2 separate regions of the Zea mays genome follow, and region 2 is linked to region 1. A link is a contact called in public Hi-C data. All regions are on one chromosome and are shown on one strand. The core of a region is the stretch at or near the end of the contact, and the rest is flanking DNA. Distances in the headings are between cores, read along the strand shown.

Region 1 (2,700 bases), core at 99-2,598:
TCATCTAAGACTTAGTTCTAGCAATCATTTACACCCAAGCAGGTAGGTATTTAAAACAATTGCCAAAATCAAACAATATCCTTTTAGTGGATCCAAACAACTCATACTAATAATAACTTTTTAGGCCATCTAAACGTATGAACTAAATTTAGATCGGCACAACTAGTCGTTATATCTAAATAATCTAGTACTAAACTTTAGTCGTCTAAATTTTAATAACTTGTTGTTTAGTAAAACAAATAGTTGGTTCAGATGATGCAAATATGCTCTTATAGTATGTAGATTACCTATCATCCTCAGAGTTTATACAGGTGGTCTTCTAATGTCGCTAGTATAGTTTTTTCCTTCTCCACTTAAATGCCTACATTTGAGGGGGAGATGAACTAGTTTTCGACGATAGGATGAGTAAGTTATTGGAGCAACCGCAATCCCTCGTATGACAACTTTTTATTAGTGACATGATAAGTAATATGTTAAAGATGCTCTTAGCTTCCTAGAGCATGTCAAGTCTTTTTCTAAACTCAACCTCCTTCTAGACCATTATTTGAAGAGTCATTCAAAAAATGTTCTTTATATCTTTCTAACAACTTTTTTATACCAATGTGCTAGAGTATCCTCGCCCCTCTTTATCTTTATTTATGAAATAAATTGTTAGGAGCCTTTTTTAAATTATTTTTTGTATTTTCTATCATTATGGAAGGCCCTCTTTGTTTCCTTCTAGAATTATATGGATTATATAAGCACCAAATGACATGTCTATGAATTATCATAATCTAGGTATCTAGATTATATTTAATCCACTTAATAATATGTGTTGTTTATTTATCTCTTAACTTATTTAAGCTGGATTATATAATTTAGAGGGTAAAAAAATGGAGCCGAAGAATAGTTGTTTTTAGCTAGGTAACTTTATTACTGGTATTGGTGGATTCGAATAGAACCTTAGCACAGTCAAACAAATTGATTTATAGCATTCTTAATCAAAACTAGGCAAAGACTTATACATGTAGTCGAAATAGTCTCGTATGAGAGGTACCGTGGCTTGGTGCGCCTAGCAAATCCATCTTTATTGTTTCGAATGCGCATAGTCGCGCTGCGGCCTGCGGAACTCGTCGCCGACAACACCTTCACTAGTAGAGCCGCGTCCCCGCCCGCGTCCGGTCCTCCGCCGCCACCACTCACCTCCCTTCTGACCCAACCGGCGCCCTCCCCCTCGGCCCTCGCGTTCCACGACCACGAGCCGTGCTCTCGCGTGCGCGTCGCGTCGCACTCGCATCACGAATTCACGATTCAGCCAGCAACGCATCACCCCTTCCCACCCCCACAGGGACCAGGCCTCCACCACCCACCTTACCCAGGCCATACCCCCCGCCCCGACCGGGGGTCTCCTATCCTCCTGCCCTCACCGCGGGTGCCCGCACCGCGCGGCGACGCCTCCCCTTCAAATCTCCCAGGAGCTAGGGGCCTCGGCCACCACCACCGCACCGCACCGTCTCGGACGCGGCTGCAGCTCCGAGCATTGGATTCCGACCAACTGACCGAGCGGCGTGTCAGATGATCTCGCCGGCGATGTGTCGTTCGGCGCCGCGGCGGGCCGCGCAGGTCCGGCGCCTCCTGTCGTCGGCCGCGCCCCCGGCGCACGCCGGCGCTGCCGTGCCTGGGCCCTGCATCGTGCACAAGCGCGGCAACGACATCCTCCACGATCCGTGGTACAACAAGGTAAGGTAGCCAAGCTACACGCGGAGCCCCCGACCCCGATCTCGCGGTTTGCGCGTGGACTCGATGCGGTTTCAGCTTACCGGGGCTTCCATTCCGTTTGGGCGCAGGATACGGCGTTCCCCATGACGGAGCGCGACCGCCTCGGTCTCCGCGGCTTGCTCCCGCCGCGGGTCATGTCCTTCGAGCAGCAGTACGAGCGATTTAGTGAGTCGCCCTTCCCGTTAGCGTTTGTGTTTCCTTATTCGTCTTGTTTGTGGCGCGCCGAATGGGTTTCGGGATCACGGAATTTGTCGTTGTTCACGCGACGCGTTATGACTTACGCGCGTGCTTGCTTCGTTACAGTAAACTCTTTCCGGTCGCTGGAGCACAATACCCGCGGCGAGCCTGACTCCATCGTCGCGCTGGCCAAATGGAGGATCCTCAACAGGTTGCACGACCGGAACGAGACATTGTACTACAGGGTGAGCCCGTAGGTTGCAGTATCGTGTTTGGGAAAAAAAAATGATACAATGGCGATGTGCCTGAATTTGGAGTGCTGACATGGTAATATGCGCTCTTCTCGACAGGTGCTAATTGACAATATCAAGGATTTTGCCCCGATAATATACACTCCCACTGTTGGCTTGGTCTGTGAAAATTACAGCGGTCTGTTCAGACGACCCCGTGGGATGTATTTCAGTGCAAAGGATAAGGGGGAGATGATGTCAATGATTTACAACTGGCCAGCAGAGAAGGTATAGCTGAAAGTGCTGTCTAAATGCACGTTTTCAAGTAATGCCTCTAGTGTAGCGATTAAGATTGAGATTATTTGAGTGTGGGTTCAACTAATGAGATCTGAAACCGAACCATAACATTTGATTGATACTAGTGGTTTCCTAGAACCGTACTGCATGCTACTCCATCCCAAATTATAATACGTTTTGGCTTTTGCGATGGAGGGACGAGTGTATTTTAATATGTCATCAGCCAATGCATAATGAC
Region 2 (2,700 bases), core at 173-2,672, 180 kb before region 1:
TCGAAATCTGTCCCGATGACAGCTGTTGTACTCTTTTTCCCTTTGTGAGTTTTCTTGAAGTTTCTCACATGAGGTTTTTAACGAGGCAACAAAGTGCAAATGCAATTTGTATCACCATGCACTCTTTCTCCACATTTTCCCACTGGGTTTTTCGGAGTTTTAACGAGGCATGTGTTGGTCGCGGTATTCGCCCAAGGGGGAGTGTTAGGTAACCCTAGTTAGGGTTATGTGGGCAAATACCTGCTTTGCCACTAAGGGGGTCTCACATCTCTATATAAGGAACTTGTACACCCTTTCATATGATAGAGATCAGAAAGAGGCCAGAGACCCAACCCTATATACAGTGTCTCGTGTGTTTCCTCTGTCGTGCTTATGGGAAGGGAGACGGGTTCTCTACATCTTCTTGCGCCTCTACTGCTGACGGGAGGGAAGGGAATGAATCTGGTGATCCGTGGTAACATAGTTCTCAACAGTCGGTTTTTTAAGACAAACATCATATTTACAAATCGATCCTCTAAGCCAACAGTCGAAGTAAATATTCAAATGAACCCTCACTAAAAATACATCTATAGTAGCCTAGTAGGGGTTCACTTAAAGAACCATCTGTAATATAACCGCTATAAAGACCGTATGTTCTTTTTCCAACCAGAACCGTTCGACCAAGCTAACTTCTACTGGTTGTGATCTTGGAGTTTTTTTTAAAAAAAAAATGCAAAATACAAGAAGAGGTTTTAGTTTTCATTTCTTTGAAAGAATTCCCTCAAGGAGGTTAGTTAATGCCTCACATCTACCTTCTTTCATAGATCTTTATTGATTTGAAACAAAATTAGATCTAGTATTTTTATAGTTGTGTTTTGAGTGATACAAAAATGGTAGGGTTTTGATCTTCCTTCCTTTGAACGAGGTTGCTCCATAAGGTAAGTTAACGCCTCTCGTATCTCTGTTTTATAAATCCTCGTCAGTTCGAGGCATAACTAGATAGAATTTTATGGTGTCATTTAAAAAGAGAGAAATAATGGTAGTAGTTTTAGTCTAGGGTTTCATGATTATCTCTAAAATGTTAGATTAATTAGCTTATCACGTATACATATATCGACAATCATCAATTTCATAATTGATGCAAATAATGAAGAGCGTTATCTAAATTCTGATTATGCATTAGCTATTAAAATTGGATTACTTAGTTATTTATACAGATATGTTAAATTATCTGACAGTGATGATAATGGAGTTGCACAACTTTGTCGCCCGTGTTGCCGTTTTGGTATACAAAAATGAATTTTTTTTTTGCAACCACAGACCTCCTACTGTGCAGTCTCGCACGACAGAAACTTATTTGCCGGGCCCAGCAATCATGCGCGGACCTAGGCTTGAGTATCGGGCCGTGGCCCGTGGGTGTATATACCGGATAAAGACCCGAGCAGCCCACAACGCCAACTGCCTGGCGGCCCGGGCCGGGGGAGCCAGCCAACGCTGATTCCATCGATTCGAGATCGACATCTTCTGCTTTATTATTATTACAGATCGAATCGAAGAACCAAAACAGCTGGGCTGAGATTCGAGGGAGAGAAAGGCCGCATGGCCCGAGGAAAGCACACCACTGACCACTAGCACAGATTCGGTCGGGATTCTTGGTCGAGGTTGTTGCACGAACCGTCACCCCTAGACGTGTTTCACCCGTTGAGAAGTATGTTACCACGGATCACCAGATTCGCTCCCTTCTCTCCCATCAGTAGATTAGACGCGAGAAGATGTAAAAGACCTGTCTCTTTTCCTATAAGCATAACAGATAGCACACAAGACATATGATGTATGGTTGGACGTCTGGCCTATTTCTCTTCTCTATATTATCAGGGGGTGTACAGGTTCCTTATATAGAGATGTGAGACCCCTCAAAGGCAAAACAGGTATTTGTCCATATAACCCTAACTAGGGTTACTTAACACTCCCCCTTGGGCGAATACCAAGACCAACACATGCATCGTTAAAACTCCGAAAAACCCAGTTGAAAAATGTGGAGAAAGAGTGCATGGTGATACAAATTGCATTTGCACTTTGTTGCCTCGTTAAAAACCTCATGTGAGAACTTCAAGAAAACTCACTAAGGGAAAAAGAGTACAACAGCTGTCACCGGGACATATTTCGATCCTCTGGTATCTAGATTCTATTGAATCTTCTACAAGGGCTAACTTTAGAAATGTGCTCCCCTGATCCTTGCAAAACCGTATCAATAAAGCAAAACATCTTCTTCTGGAAGTATATGCACATAAAGATTTAGCAAACGGATTGCATATCCTTGCAAGGACTATTTCAGAAACTTTACCTCTACTCACTTCTAGGATATACGAGGTAAGTGCATGTATCAATATAAATAAGCCACTTTGACTGATGGTGTTCGATCGACTAGATCTATATATTTGATAGAAAGTTACATAAAGGTTCACATATTGATCATCAAGCTCACGCCTTCAGGGCATAGAATATGACATTTATTGTCTCACGATTGTGATCAATATAAGTATTCGCTCCCCCTGACGATGACATATGTCAAAGTCGTTATCCCTCATAACTCAAGCATATTCTTCAAGATATATGTCTCATTGTTCATCTGGAATAATGAGAATAGATGAGGTTGGGGTGCTATCATTTTCTATCTTATACCACAATTTATACATAGTTGTGCAAAGCAAATAACATGTC

Evidence for each region. A called contact is a pair of places that touch in the nucleus more often than the background predicts.
Region 2: a Hi-C map of tassel shows a contact between it and region 1, with 6 times the contacts expected there. The contact joins the enhancer-like site here to the promoter of LOC100501486 in region 1. A contact is called at or near these places in 7 of 25 Hi-C or Micro-C datasets (leaf, root tip, tassel and 1 more).

Annotation. Positions count from the first base shown.
Region 1 is chr5:24,845,674-24,848,373 of Zm-B73-REFERENCE-NAM-5.0, reverse strand. LOC100501486 (Malic enzyme) reads left to right here and starts at 1,348. Exons shown (of 19, transcript NM_001196190.2): 1 at 1,348-1,719; 2 at 1,827-1,923; 3 at 2,062-2,180; 4 at 2,286-2,453. The coding sequence starts at 1,555.
Region 2 is chr5:25,021,908-25,024,607 of Zm-B73-REFERENCE-NAM-5.0, reverse strand. No RefSeq gene overlaps it. Among protein-coding and RNA genes, the nearest start is that of LOC100282951, 64 kb to the left of the region's middle. Within about 2 kb of position 1,422, at least 17 of the 20 cell types and tissues checked have an H3K27ac peak or open chromatin away from gene starts, as enhancers often do. A contact at or near this core is called in leaf and tassel, where this site is marked.